Regions from separate parts of the Mus musculus genome. Here regions 1, 2, 4 and 5 are each linked to region 3. The links are chromatin contacts, called in public Hi-C, HiChIP or PLAC-seq and promoter capture Hi-C maps. All regions are on one chromosome and are shown on one strand. The core of a region is the stretch at or near the end of the contact, and the rest is flanking DNA. Distances in the headings are between cores, read along the strand shown. Region 1 holds the start of Meg3 (maternally expressed 3). Region 2 has its middle 59 kb from the start of Dlk1. Region 3 holds the start of Slc25a29 (solute carrier family 25 (mitochondrial carrier, palmitoylcarnitine transporter), member 29). Region 4 has its middle 12 kb from the start of Dlk1. Region 5 holds the start of Hhipl1 (hedgehog interacting protein-like 1).

What was found. Promoter capture Hi-C pulls out the DNA fragments that hold promoters and counts their contacts. A called contact is a pair of places that touch in the nucleus more often than the background predicts. HiChIP or PLAC-seq counts read pairs in DNA pulled down with a chosen protein or histone mark.
Region 1: an H3K4me3 HiChIP or PLAC-seq map of forebrain shows a contact between it and region 3, with 5 times the contacts expected there. The contact joins the promoter of Meg3 here to the promoter of Slc25a29 in region 3. A contact is called at or near these places in 2 of 39 promoter capture datasets (hippocampal neurons and liver) and 1 of 115 datasets of contacts at active chromatin or transcription factors (forebrain).
Region 2: a contact with region 3 is called in a promoter capture Hi-C map of hippocampal neurons, with 2.8 times the contacts expected there. The contact joins the enhancer-like site here to the promoter of Slc25a29 in region 3. A contact is called at or near these places in 5 of 39 promoter capture datasets (cranial neural crest, hippocampal neurons, liver and 2 more), 3 of 115 datasets of contacts at active chromatin or transcription factors (bone marrow-derived macrophages, embryonic limb bud and pancreatic cancer cells) and 2 of 9 other capture datasets (adipose tissue and pancreatic islet).
Region 4: a contact with region 3 is called in a FOXA1 HiChIP or PLAC-seq map of pancreatic cancer cells. The contact joins the enhancer-like site here to the promoter of Slc25a29 in region 3. A contact is called at or near these places in 3 of 39 promoter capture datasets (hippocampal neurons, liver and pre-B cells) and 4 of 115 datasets of contacts at active chromatin or transcription factors (embryonic stem cells, large pre-B cells, pancreatic cancer cells and 1 more).
Region 5: a contact with region 3 is called in a Hi-C map of muscle stem cells, with 4 times the contacts expected there. The contact joins the promoter of Hhipl1 here to the promoter of Slc25a29 in region 3. A contact is called at or near these places in 3 of 39 promoter capture datasets (cranial neural crest and liver), 1 of 484 Hi-C or Micro-C datasets (muscle stem cells) and 1 of 9 other capture datasets (adipose tissue).

Annotation. Positions count from the first base shown.
Region 1 is chr12:109,539,639-109,542,338 of GRCm38.p6, reverse strand. It overlaps Meg3 (maternally expressed 3), which reads right to left and starts at 1,343. Exons shown (of 10, transcript NR_027652.1): 1 at 1,240-1,343. It overlaps Gm34081 (a long non-coding RNA gene), which reads left to right and starts at 2,190. Exons shown (of 8, transcript XR_003950134.1): 1 at 2,190-2,700.
Region 2 is chr12:109,393,176-109,395,936 of GRCm38.p6, reverse strand. No RefSeq gene overlaps it. Among named protein-coding and RNA genes, the nearest start is that of Dlk1, 59 kb to the left of the region's middle. Within about 2 kb of position 1,321, at least 33 of the 459 cell types and tissues checked have an H3K27ac peak or open chromatin away from gene starts, as enhancers often do. A contact at or near this core is called in hippocampal neurons, where this site is marked.
Region 3 is chr12:108,834,590-108,837,359 of GRCm38.p6, reverse strand. It overlaps Slc25a29 (solute carrier family 25 (mitochondrial carrier, palmitoylcarnitine transporter), member 29), which reads left to right and starts at 1,484. Exons shown (of 4, transcript NM_181328.3): 1 at 1,484-1,708. The coding sequence starts at 1,675. Mir345 (microRNA 345) reads right to left here and starts at 387; the gene lies at 292-387.
Region 4 is chr12:109,440,253-109,443,029 of GRCm38.p6, reverse strand. No RefSeq gene overlaps it. Among named protein-coding and RNA genes, the nearest start is that of Dlk1, 12 kb to the left of the region's middle. Within about 2 kb of position 1,434, at least 68 of the 459 cell types and tissues checked have an H3K27ac peak or open chromatin away from gene starts, as enhancers often do. A contact at or near this core is called in pancreatic cancer cells and pro-B cells, where this site is marked.
Region 5 is chr12:108,304,802-108,307,612 of GRCm38.p6, reverse strand. It overlaps Hhipl1 (hedgehog interacting protein-like 1), which reads right to left and starts at 1,343. Exons shown (of 9, transcript NM_001044380.1): 1 at 930-1,343. The coding sequence starts at 1,202.

The sequences.
Region 1 (2,700 bases), core at 94-2,593, 710 kb before region 3:
CCTTAGTGAATCCAGGTATCTACTAACATTTCCCCATAGGTAAATGAACCCATGGTCCCGCAACCCATCTCGCTCCCGACCCCCTCCTGCAGGAGAACAAAGGCCACCTCCTCTTCCCTCCCCACCCCGCCCCCCAAAATTCCGCAGTGCCACCAGCGCCCTCTTGCGGCCATCAATAGAACATTCTAGAAACCTGCCACGTCGCAGCCCTCAGGCTGCCCCCCCCCTCAGCCAGCCAGCCCAGAATGAGGAGGGGGCGGCCAGGGGGGGCTTCACGGGGACAAAGGAAACGGCAAAAGGTGATTTACCAAAAGTCAAAAGCCTTCAACACGTCAGAATCTAGCCGCAGCCATCATGCGCAATGCCAAAAAGAACCCTGCCTCCAAATTTCCAGCACTCAGATCACCCCCCACACCTCCACACACCCCCTTTTCTGCATTTTATCTTTTCCTTCCTATGAGACGCAAGGACGTGGGGTTTTTTCTACCCTAGCCCACCCCCCACATCTATTCTGCCTTTGCCCCCCGGTTCCGCAGCCTTCTCTGTGATCTGGGGGTCTCCGGCTAGATTTGCCTTTGACGCCCTCTCTTTCCGCTGTTAAAGTAGCTGCGTCAGGAAACGGCTAGTAATGGTTACATTTTTTTTCCCACTATATTTTGCCCGAGGTTAGGTCTATACTAAACCCGAGTATCTGGATTCAGAATTGCTGGTCAACATGAACCTCTAAATCTTACGCCCACGTTCCGCCGAGAACCTGGCTAGGAGAAAAAGATGGCTCGAGACCCCCCTTTTCAGGTACCCCCCCCCCATTTTATGGGGCTTGCGGGATGATGCATCGCCGCCATGTCTCTCACCATTAATGCGATTCTAAGGGGGGCTTTCAGCCACCAAAACCAGGTTTTTAGACCCCAGAAACAAAAATACACTGGATTTGGGGGCGGAATATCTCATTATTGCTGCTTTTCTTAATCAGGGTCTCTACCGCGCTGCCCACACTAGTGAGAAAAAAAGCCCTAGTGGACCGGACCCCCCCACACCCGCGAGAAAAATGTGCCTGAGGATTCTTTTCCTTGCAGAATTTCGTGTTGGATGCTGGGGACCAGGCTAAGGGGCTGGCTTTGGGAGAAGGTCCCCAGCACTGGCCTTTCGGCATGTCCAGGAGGACGGAGCCGAAGCCAGATAGTGATGTCGTCTTCATTTTTGCACATCCTTTCAGGCAAAGGATGGCTAACCACTCACCAGGTAAGAGATTCTTCTGTGGGCGCCCCGGGTTTCTGGAAGAGCTGCAGCCAAGGCCAGCAGAGCCGAGGCGAGCTCTATTCCAGCTCTTCGTCTTCTGTGCTAGGGGCTGGCTGGGTGGGGTTTATATAAAGGCGCAGAAGGGGTGGTCTTTGACGTCAGCGCATTCTGCTGCAATGCGCTCATTTCTCTAAAAGTGATTGGCCGGAAAAATGAGCCCCCCAGATTCTATGACAAATTGCTGTAGCCGCACCCAGACTGCAGCAAAGAACGAAGGAAAAAAAAATCTGCCGCAGTGCCCCTGGCCGCCATGACCAACACCCTGTGGTCGCTGGTGATTTTTCCCTACATGAGCCCTAGTTGTGGATGGAAGGGCGATTTGTAGACAGAAACTGGGGGGAAATAACCCCAACTGGTGATTGTTCTCAGGCGACCAAGGATAAAGGTGGGGTACCGGGGATCGGCAGATGGCTTGCCTGGGTTTCTCAGAACATCAGTCAGGGGCTCCGGCTTAGGAAAGGAGAGCGTTGTTTTTTCCTAATTGCACTGGAAATTTTTAATAAAAATCCCAGATAAAATAATTGATTCCCAAATGTTAGCCTGGAGGCTGTCACCCCCACATAGGGTACCCCGATTCTGACGGACTATCTTGATACGGGGAATTTGGCATTGTTGAGGCAAAAGGACCTTGATTTTGAGTCCCAGGCTTTACAGAAGATACAACCTGTGCACCAAAAACCTTGCGCTATTCCGCCCTTTCCCAAGGACCCATTTCTGCCCGTTACAGGGGTACCCAGCAACCCGGAGTGTACTGTGAATATAGGCGCAACTGTGCCCCCTAAGAAAAGTACTTAATTAGTGAAAATGGGGTCCCTGTGGTAATGCTTAGAGTACACCCCCAAATCGGGCTGATTCCCCACACTTTGAAGGGCGCCCCCCCCTCTCCGCAGCCCAAGCAGACACATGTTGCTATGGTGCGTAGCTGCTGGCTGCGGACGCTCTGAGACTTGGCACAGGAGAGCTAATCCTTAACAGGTGGTACCTCCGGCTGCTCTGCCTACCCTAAGTGGCAAAGGGGGCAACATGTCCATCAAATGTCCTCTCGAAAAGGTCAGAATGCTGTTGAAAGGGACGAAGGATCTATCTTGGGGTGACAGGTGGGTGGCAACTGTGAGTCCAAAGAAGAAGCGTCTGGTGACAGAAAAGGAGCGAGAATGATTGAGACCCTAAAAGGAAAGTCAGAGGCCCTGTGGAGGACATGAAGCTGGAAGAGCCCCCCACCCCCACCCCCCCGCCGCCGCCTTATTTACGCCTCTGCAGCTGCTTTCGCGTAAGCCCCCTATGGCCAGCAAGCCTAGGATGCCACTGTGACTCGGGTCCTGGGGCTGAGAGGCACTGAGAAAAGCCACCGCTGAGCCCAGGGTTACCGATCAGCAGCTTGCCGGCGAGGTGACTCAGGCC
Region 2 (2,761 bases), core at 72-2,571, 560 kb before region 3:
GTATACTGCTCTCGCACAGAACATGAGTTCAATTCCAGCACCAGGTTGGGAGGCACAGCAGCCTGTAGCGCCATCTCTAGGGGATCTGACGCCTCTGGCCTCCTGAGGCACTTCACTCCCACATGCCTCCCTCCACATGTATACAACAAATCTCTCTCTCTGTGTCTCTCTTTCTCTCTCTAAAAATAAGCTTCAGGGTTATGGCCCGCCCACCTTTTCATGTCACTTTGACCCCCACAGCAAACACCCATAGGGGTTTCCCCAAAGGACCAGACAAAGGCATCAGCAAGTGAGGTAGCTCTAAAACATGGGCAGCTCCTCTTCCCTCAGCAGTCTGTAGCCAGTGAAGAGCTGGGTGTACTAGGGTGCCCTTCACCCCACCACTGCACCCCATGGTGGGGCAACACTGGATCCTGAGACTCCAAGAAGGAGGAGAACAGCTTCCTCCATGCCAGCTGCCGCTTTTGCAGACACACTGCTTTGACTTTTGTGGGGTTGCTTGTTTATTTTGGAAACAAAGTTTCCTTTTAGCCCAGGCTAGCCTTGAACACACTGTATAGCTAAGAGGGACTGTGAATCCTGGGTTCTTCCATCTCCATCTCCTAAGTGCTGAGGTTACAAGCATCCTTCTGTGGTGCTGTGACTCAAACCCAGAGCCTCCAGCATCCTAGGCAAGCACTCTACCAACAGAGCCTCATCTCCAGACCTCCACTGGCTTTTAGTTGGCACCGTGGTACCCTCAAAGATGGATAGACATGGCACCCGCCCACTAGTGGCTTCTGGGCTACACCATAGTGGTGTAGCATAGGCCCCACCTTTGTGTCCCTCAAAGTCTCTTCTGGCTTTCCCAGGCCATCTGTGACTGACAGCTGTCCTGCTGTATTTGAGGCCTGAGCTGGAAGGCCGTGATTCTCCCATCTTTAGTCTTTTCCCTGTACTGGTGGATGACATCCAGGTGACACACATCACAGCATTTGGGGGTGGGGTGGGGGATGGACAGCCCTCGGAGACACTGTTAGCCCATCTCTGCTCTGTCTTGGCCCCATCCTCAGTGGCAGGAGGACTGTGCCAGGTGCTCTCTGGGATCTTCTGAACAATGTCTCCCCACCTCATTGTTCATCACTGACCCCTACCCATAACCTGGAGACAATGGCACATGTTCCAGCCACAGAAGGTCAGTCTCCAGCAGGCCATCATTAGAGTGTAACCAGGGACACATCACACTGGTATTTAAAGAGAGAGAAGGGAAGGACATCTGAAGACCAGCTTGCTGCCTTGGAGCGGGAGGCGCGTGGCTCATTGCTCCCAGCCCCTGGGGCTATAATTAAGCCAGGCAGACGCCGAGCATGTCTGCGGCTCAGCTCAGTCCCAGCACAATATTCCAACCCACGGTTAAATGAGGATAAATAAAGGCAGCCCCTGACAACAAGGACGGTGCCTCTGATTGCTGTCTGCAGACAGCAAGCATAGAAGATGGACCACAGAAGTGGCCTCGGGATGGCTGGAACACGCAGGGTCCCTGGATAAACATGCCGGTCTCTCTCAGGTCTTCAGTGTCTCCATTTGCAATATAGGGGAGCAGAAGAGTCCTGTCCCCTGCCCCCTTACAGTCTGTAGTCTTCAGTTTGCTCTGTTTTAAGCTCTCCACACTGAGATCCTGAAAGAGACTCTCAGAGGATGTTGGCAATGTGGGGTTCTGCAGGATGCCCCTCCATCAAATCATGTGTGAGGGTCGCCTGCGCTGAGACTGGGAGAGGAGAGCTAGCGGTCCTCGATTCTGGGGTCCCTCTCAGAGCTTTGCTGTGGCTGTGGTGGCCTCCTCAAAGCTCCCAGAGAGAGGATATCTCCAGTGGGGCCTGAGGTAGCCATGCAGTCCTCTGGGCCTGGGGGTGAGTGGCTGCGTGGTGCCCTCAGGCCACCAGGGGGCAGAGGCGGTCAGGCGAGGCCGCTTCCTTCGCTTGGGTGAGCGGGGCTGGGCAGCCGGCAGGGGATGTCCGCAGAGGAGGCTTGCAGTTGGCTGTGAGCGCGGGGCAGGCAGAATGCTCCTCCGTAGTCCAGAGGGTCGGAGATGCACAGCCCTCTGCTATCGCCCCTCTGAAAAACTTATGAGAATGCTGTTTAGGCTTTCTGGGGGCCACTCAAGACTGGGGACCAGGAGACCCAGAGACCCAGTCTTTGTACCATCCCGGAGATGCTGAGGGTTTGCTCAGTATGGTTCAGATCTTGTCTTTACTCGACGCATTTCACAAGAGGGGGAAACTGAAGCTGAGCAGGTCGGGTCTTGGGGCTCAGACTACCCTCTTTCTATCTTCTACCAGCTGGGGCAACTTTACCATTGTTATGGGGAAACGCTGTGAGACTTAATTCCCCATCCAGACAAGACAGGTTGTGCTTGGCACAGAAATCGTTATTCAAAAATTACAGACTCTGGTTGTTTCTATGGAAACATTTTTCACCTCATGCAAATGAAGCGAGAGGCACGAAAACAACGCCTTCCCTACCTCCCTCCTTCTTTCTGGAAGCTTAAAAAGAGGTTTCTGGAAGTTTAAACTAGCACAGCACACTAGGACAGCCTGTGGCCTGCAGACAGGTCACCCAGGGGCTAGCAGGGCAACTTCGAGCCTCCCTGGTTCTTCAGATCCAGGCTGGTTGACTTAGCTTCCCTTGAGGGGTAGGGTGAGCTGTGGGCTTCAAATGTAGCCCCTTAGTCACTCTCAAAAGGGACAGCTCTTGCCCATTCAGTCTTCATAGTCAGTGTCTC
Region 3 (2,770 bases), core at 235-2,734:
ACCAACCTGGGCTACATATCAAGAGCCTGTCTCGAAGCCACAGGCAGAAAGAGCCGTCTTGTCTCATCGGATGCCCTCCCGTTTCTTAGAACCAGAAACCAGGGTGGAGGCGTGAAGACCCGAGCTTTACCACCGGACCCCAGGGTATTCTTATGGCTGTGTCCCTGCAGGAGGATTGCTGGGGTTAATGGCAAAGGCCTCAGGAGGGATCCTACAATCACCCCAGTTCCAGTGTGTACTTCCTTCTTCCTCTTACCACCTGCCTTTAGAAGGCATCCAGATGACTCAAAGCCTGTGGAGATCAAACCCAGGTCTCCAGACCCCTAGTTCAGGGCCCAGTAGCCACCACAAGCACTGGACTAGGGGTCAGCAGGCCTGGACTTGGGTGTCGGCTTCACGAAGGGTCCATTCAATTCCAAGGATAAACACCACCTCTCAAACAACACTGGGGTCCCTGGTCTCAGAGCTGCCCCTCCATCAGATCTGCCATCCCACAACTCCGCGCCCAGTTTAGGGAGGGGAGAGGCAAGAGCAGAGTTCGAGTAACCACAGGAGTCTGTTACTCCACTCTCAGCTTAAAAGAAAGTCACGACCAGCAGAGGCCCGGTAAGTGATGGCTGTATCCATCACTTGGACTTGCTTCCAGACTCCTTGCTGTTGTAGATATTACCAGCAACTGGGGGGGTGGGGGGCGGCGCGTCGGGTTCTTAGCCCACCTCAACTTTAATGCTCTCCAAGCCTGGAATATCTGCTTGCTCCTTGTCCTGCACCTAGCTCACCCTGTCCCAAGGCCCAGAGCTGCAGTCAGATGCCCGCGCCCCTGATCTGGCCTGCTGGCGGCTCCCAGGAACACGTCGGGCTTGGCGGCACCCTTCCATCCTCAGGCCCCATCCACAGGCCCCTTCTGTTTGAAAACGTTTCTACGTCCTTCAAACTCAAGTCCCTGTCTCTGCCTGGGTGCACTGGGTCCTCAGTACTCCTGCGCGTTCGCTTAAGAAGATCCGGGGCCTCAGAGGCCCCTCCAAGTGGGCGGTCGTTCTCGAACTTTCCCAGCAAGCTGAGTCCAAGACCAAAGTAGGCCTTGGGAGAGTCGCGGCGTTCCACGTGTGCACTCGCCACTGTGTCCTCTTGACACAGGCAAGGACGATGAGGTTGAGCAGGAGAGTCGCATCCAAATACCGTGAGGGGTCCGAGGATTGAAGCAGATCGAGCGCCGCCCTTCGGACCGTGCGGTTGGGAGGTTCTGGGCTCCAGTGTGCAGTGTGCCCACCGCACTGCCCCTTCCTTGCGCCGTGCGGGCGGGCCCGAGAAGCACAGTCTTTGTCTACTGAGCCGGGAGGCACCCCCGCCCGCCGCGCCCGAGGCCACACCTTCCAGGCGCGCCCAGCCAATGAGACTTGGCGGCGGCACCCGGAGCACGGGGTGTGTCCGTGCCTCGCTTACCGATTGGTTGCGCTCTGCCCCCGCGGGGGCTGAGGCCGACGGGGCGGTGCGAGCGGTGCGAGGTGAGGCCCGGCAAGCTGGACGCCAGGGGAGTGCTTTTCTAGGAGTCGCCATCCAGTCGCCTCCCCGACCCGGCTGCGCGCCCGGAGGCCAGATAGCAGGAGTCGCGACGGCCAACCGCGGGCCGGGCCCGAGGAGTAGTAAGACACAGCCGGCTCGCCGGGCCGGGCCATGGCGCTCGACTTCCTGGCTGGATGCGCCGGAGGTAAGGAGATGACCGGCATGCCAGGCGGGCGTTCTGGCTGGTACGCGGCGACAGGTGTCTTCTTGACCCTTCCGTGCGCACTGAGTGCAAGGTCTGGGGATCCTGGCAGCACCGCGGCTTGGCCGGAGGCAGGGACAGAACAGAAGGATGCGGGCGCGCAGCCTACTGATCCCTTCCCGCAGCTGTCTGAGCGAGGCTGGTGACACCGCGCGACCTCCTAGAAGGCTGGCCCGACCCCAGGCGCCCAGCACTTCCCATGCATTGCTTTAAGCTGCTGGAGGGCTCAGGAGAGGAGGAGGCGGTCCACCGGGTGGTCAAATAAATGGTCATGTCAACCTGACTGAAGAGCGCTCGAAGCTGAGAGCAGGCTAGGTCTGCCCATGACACTACCGTGCGGACCTGTTGAACGTTTAGTGCCTTTCCTTTTGCCTAGAGGATTAGTTTATTTACTAAGTATTAAATAGAGCCTGGTTTAGCCGCTGGGATTCCAGGTGAATCGACTGAGGTGGTAGTGGTCTGGCTGGTTATATGTTCAGCTCTGAGGCCCAGACCTGGCTCCTCATCCACCTGTCCTGCTGTCTTCATCCTTCATAGCCCTACCCGGAAAGGTCTCTCCTGGAACAGTGATAGGCTGGAGTTGGCCTTAGGTGCTTAATCCGTGCTTGCTTCTTCCTGGATGGAGAACATTGCTGTCTGGCAGAATGCCTTCCCTGAGCAGTGACGTACCCTCTAGGTGCTTGAGAACCACCAGACTGTCACCAAGTCTTTCTTCTGTAAGCTGTGGGAAGGCCACAGAGATTTCCACAAGCAGGTGGAGAATTAGAGACCCAGAAAGAGCCCCATGCTAGCCCCAGCTGTAACAGGGCAGGTGAGGGCATCTTCAATGGCCAGGACTCCTGCCGTGGCCAAGACCCCCTTGTACTGCAGTTTCCCCAGGGCCAGAGTTACCTCCATTTGTAGCCTGGGATATACAGTTGATCTGGGGAGCATATATTCACCCTGAGGCCAGGCTTGCATAGAGACTTTGAGCACCCCCACTGTCCCACAAGCCCATGGGCACTT
Region 4 (2,777 bases), core at 185-2,684, 610 kb before region 3:
GAACCAAGAACTGCAAAAGCATCAAGTGCCCTTAACGACTGTGTTCCAGTCTCCGTTTTGGCCAAGTGTCAGCCGCTCATACGACTGGCTCCTTGCCTGGTGTCCCTAAGCACCCTTCTTCAATCCTTTTCATGAAAAAACAAACAAACAAACAAACAAACAAACAAACCAAAAAAACCCAACGGGACTCCAGACACCCAGAGAGAGTGAAGGAGGCACTCCTCGTAGGTCCCCAATGTCGTAGGGACATCGATTAAGAAAATGAAAACATAGACGCTGTGTGATTGGGACTGTAGGGAGATGCAGAAAAGGAGAGGACCAACTGTGGCCACAGGGAAAAAAGCAAAAGATGGAGACAGGTAGCCAAGGGCTCCAGGATGCAGAGACTATGCACAGTTTAATGTCTAAGTGAGTGCGTGCGTGGGAGCCTAGGCCTTCACTTAACTGTAAGAGGGACCCAAGGGTGTTTGTGGGCTGAAGAGGCTGCAGGTGATGATCCAGCACCTACATGATTAATTGAATGAGGCAAATGCAGCCTGCTCCTCTGAGAGTTTCTGGCGAGTTAGGGAGACTAGGATTTGAACCGACACTTCCACGAGCTCTTTAATTGAGTCTGCAGCATTTGCAGGGGTGAGGAGGGGCTGGGGGTGGGGGGGAACGACACGGGCAGTGAGTCAATGTACCGTGAGCCCCTTCCATCTGTCCTCTGGTGCCACTGGCAAAGAGAACAGCCATGCTGCGGAGCCCAGCCTGTTGGATACTCTCTGCCACTGGCCTTGTAGTAGGCACACTTGGGCGTTAATTGTGCTTTTAACTTTCAAAGTGGTTTCGCATTGATTTTATTTACACAGAACCTGGCGTTTGTCACGCTCTGCCTCGGAGGCTAGTGAGCCACTTTGCGCACTGGGAAGTATCCAGAGCCTCTGAAAGATCTAGCTGGTGCCCGGTTCTCATCTGTATCCTGGACACACCGTTGGGGCCCAGAGAGCATTTGTTGATTTAGTGTGTAATGTGTGGGCGGAGAGCTAGGGAGAATACTCACTCTACAGGAAAGGTATATCTCTCTTGTTGTGACCATCAAAGGGGTCTTTTTGGGGCTACCAGAGAGTCTCATCTGGTAGCTACCCCTCAGTCCCTCCCATGCCAGACAGGACCCCCTTCTAGGGACTTCTCTACAGAGTCCTGTTCCTTATCCCTGGAGTGGATCTCAGTGCTAAGAAATGGGTGGCGGGTGGGTATGTGAATGTGTTTAACCCTGCCTTCACTTCAAGGTGGGGAGGGGTTCCATCTGGCCCCAGTCCAGACCTCTTTAGCACCCAGGGGTGCCGGGCCTGGTCCCAGGCTGGTGTTCAGTTCAGGCAGAACAGAGCTGGAGCAGCTGGGAGGGGCTGTTCTGTCCCCTTCCGTGGAGCTGGCAGGTTGCCTGCCAGCTGGGCTACACACAGGCCGTGGGCAGGGATTCCCCTGGGAGGAGCTGCGGCTTTCTGGTAGTTTGGGGTGCCTGTACTTCCTCGATGCCAGTATTTTTAACTTGGCCCAGTTTTTAATAAACTGTCTGTGTGGGGAGCAGTAACCGACAGTTAAGGGATTCAACTACAACACTACTCTGAGGAAAAAAAACCTCATGACTGGTTCTGAGGCCAGGGAAGGCCTGTGCTTCCTGTGGCCACTGAAGTTGCAGAGTTGGGACAGATGGGTGGCAGGGCCAGGGAGCCAGGAACTTCGTGGCCCCTGGCAGCTGTATTAGAGACTTCTATGCTTTTCTGTAGCCCAACTTCATCCCAGACCCCGCTGCATGCCCTCCAGAGGGTCCCCTCCATATGTACTTGGCTCTGCCACACATTGGGGATCTTGCAGGGACTGTCCTGTCTCTACCTATGCCCCTAAATACCACCTGCTTGCTCATGCCTTCCATCTCCTAGTCCCATAAGACCCTTGTTCTTCCCCAATGCTTCCTTCACCAAGGACCTTGGGCAGACAGTCTGTTTGTCTATCCATCCCTATCCTCCTGTCTGGGCTGACTATGAGAAGAAGCAATGCCTCTATTCTCCCCTCATCTAAGAAGAGTGTGTGTGGGGGGGGCACAACTCTTTATTGACAGATCTTCTACCATCATGGCCAGGTCTAGACAGGATCTGTCACCTCCCTGTCCTTATCCTGCCAAGGCTACAGACACAATCCTGGCTGTTCCTTAGGGAAAATGAGACTCTCTCTTTCACTGGGGAGGTTCCTAGAGTAAAGCTACAGATTGGCCCAGAGAGCAACAGTGGGTGTTTAAATACTGCTCTTCCTCAGGCAGGATTGGGTTGCCGAGAAACTGAAGGAGGTGGTCACCCTTTCCATGTGATCTGAAGGGTGCCACAACTGTCTGCCTCCCACTCCAAGGACTCCATAGCCACTTGACTTCCCATTTGTAGTCAGGCACCCCAGTACTCAGTTTCGAGGACTTTGATTGAACAGTTGTCACATATTCATTCCATGGATCTCTGAAAGAGGAGGCTAAGGCACTATATGCCCATAGCCCCTCGAAAGGGTTGGGGGAGGGTGGGCCACAGGGAGAGCCTGAAACAGAAGGACAAGGGAGTATGTTACCACTACCTGCCCAAATTGTCCTTATTACAACCATGGAATGTAGCCATTGAGCCTCAGGGTGACAGAGCCTCTCTCAAGGGTGGGGGCAGCCAGGCCACCTGCTTGGGATGTCCTGACCATGATTGGCTAGTGGGTTGCTTGTGGGTACCCTGGAGCCCCAAATTATCTCGGAGCTTCTCTGCTCC
Region 5 (2,811 bases), core at 94-2,593, 530 kb after region 3:
CAGTCAGGCAGGATACTCCGCATCGACATAAGGGAAGCGATAGTTCAGCGTGGATCGAAGTAAGGGCTTCACTATCAGAGGAGAGATGAGAGTAACTCATCTGGGGAGAGACTCTACCAGGTGAGGAGACCAGTAGCTGAAAAGAAAGGTGGGTGCTTTAAGCATCCTGGCCCTGAGGAATGGGCTCTCAGACTACTCCTTTCAGTCTGCCTGTGGAAGAGTCCTCATCGGAATAAGCAGTCCCCAGACTGCTGACAAAGTCATGCCTCAGATTTGGCTACATATCTTCCCATCCTGCCTTCCTAGACTTAGCAAAGACTTCATCCTGGTACCTGACAGAGATAGGACTCTCTGCAGTGGGGCACTGGAGGAGGGGGGAGGGGGCGGGAGCTTCCAGGGTGTCCCAGAGAATAGGAGTCTTGAGTCTCTAAGAGGAACTGAGGCTCCTAAAAGGCCCAACATCAGCAGGGCAGTGGTGTTGCCTCTGTCTCCCAGCACTTGGGAGACAGAGGCAGGCGGATTTCTGAGTTCAAGGCCAGCCTGGTCTACAGAGTGAGTTCCAGGACAGCCAGGGCTACACAGAGAAACCCTGTCTCGAGGGAAAAAAAAAAAAAAAGCCCAACATCTTTGCAAAGCAAATGAATGACAAGAGCTAGCTAGCCAGGTCTTCCCGCCTGATACCAAGTCACTCCCTCTTGGACCCCCCAAGCTCCAAAGTCTGGTACCCGCTCCCGACCCTTGCCCCTGTGGTTGCCATCACCTCCAAAGTTCAGGATCCATTCCTAAGTCTCATGCCTGTAGGGTCGTCATTCCCCTCCAAGTCTGGGACCCACTCCTGAGTATCGCCCTTCTGGGGATGCCATTCCTGCTCCGCCCCCGCCCCCGCCGCCAGCGACTAGTGTTCCACGTGCCTCCGTGCACCCGCTCACCTGGCACAGCAGGTCCAGAGCGTAGCCGGCACACGTCGCCCACACCCCGGCATCCATGCGGGTCTCCAGGACCCGGAAGCGCCGGGCCAGCGCCGCGTCCTGCTCCGCGGTGCAGCAGCCGAAGGCGGAGTACTGCGCGCAGAAGCTCAGCGGCTGCGGCGGCCGGAAGGGCGGCCTGAAGTCCAAGCACTGCGGGTGCGCGGCGGCCAGCAGAGCGCGCAGAACCAGCAGCGCCCCGGGCCCGATCCGGGCCACAGCCCTCCGTCCCGCCATTCTCCTGGCAGTCTGCAGAAATAGCAGCCAAAGGCCGGCCAGCCAGCCCCGCCGATGCGCCCCCCAGGAGCCACTGGCCGCGCCCTGAGCGCCCGCCTCCAGCCTTGCTTGCACCCTCCCGGGAGATCACCGGGAAACCGGTGGATTCGCCCTACAGGCCTAGGGTCCAGGGACTCCCCTCGCTGGAGGTCACCTCTGCTTGGGAGCACTCTGCAGGATTGGAGGATCACGGCACTCTGCAGCTCCCCTCTGCGGGCAGCCCCCTCCTTCTGGCCCCAGCCTTTCCAAACCTGGCGTCTGGGAAGCCCCGGTTGCCCAGTTTCACAGTTCCACTTCTCTCAGGTGCTCGCTAGCCGCCAAGTAGACGAAACCCCAAAGCCCAAGTCAGGGACTCCTAGGTCCCACCTCCCACTGAGCCAGACAGGATCTTTAGCAGTGTTTAAATGTGGAGGTGTGGCATAAAAGACAGGTGGTGTTGCCTGGGACCTCACAAGAAGTGAAGCATGAGCCTGGGGGTGGGAGGGAACAGGCGCAACCGCACAGTCAGTCCATCTTTGGCCCTGCCAGGGCTTCTGTCCTCCCCTGGCCGTGGAACTCTCTACCCGTAGCCCAGAACCCGTGGGGTTCTGTGGGAAGCCCTAATGGGTGTGTCTCCTAGATGGTTGTTCGTCCGTCATCTCTCCTCCTGCATCTCTTGTCTCAACTTTACCCCAAGAGTGAACATAGACACTATCCCATGGGCTCAGAATTCCACCATGTCAAAGCCCCTAGCACTTGTCTATGAAGACCCCAGAACCGGCTTCTTCCTGGAATACTCTTTCCATCAGTTCTGTCACGCACACTCCCACGTGGCCTTCACATGATACCCACTTGCTGCTGTCTCTTTGAACAGCCCTGTATCAGTCAGTCTGCCACAGTTGCTGAGTGCGGTTGGGGTTGCTTAGATTCCACAGGGCTGTGGTTGGAGCCTGAAATGGGGTAGGGGTGGGGGCCAGCTATGAGTCAAAGTCCCCATATAAGAGCAAACATCTCATCTCTAAGTCTTTAAGGGCAAGCACGTGTAACTGACGTCAAGGATGAGAATCCACATGGGACGATGAGACAGCACGGAGTTTTGTAGTTGCAGCAGTTGGTCCACAAAGTCCCTGAATGGTTGGAGGTGGTTAGAAAAGCTATGGCCAACCGCTGCAGCTGGACCCTCGAGGGGGGAGAGGGGGAGACAGGGAGATGGCACTGTCAGATAGTTGGGGACAGACAGCAGGGGAAGAACATCCCACTCCATCCTCCTCCCCATTCCAGGCAGTGTTTATTATAGGCTTAACCGATCATAGCTGAATGGGAGTCTGAAAAGCCTTAGCTCGGGAGTTGAGTGACTACACAAAGTGCCAGGCAACAGTAGAGCCCCTGGTCACTGTGTCCTTGTCCCAGACTGGTAGCCAGATTAAGGTACCGGTAGCAGACCATTTGGGAAAATTCTTGGAGGCTAGATGTGCATAAGAGTGAGAAACCAGGGGTGTCACAGTCTTGGGGTTAAGCTCTTGCAAGTTTACCTCCAGGAACCCTGCCAGGGTCTCAGAGAAGGGCCAACAAAGCCCCCTGATGGTTCTGG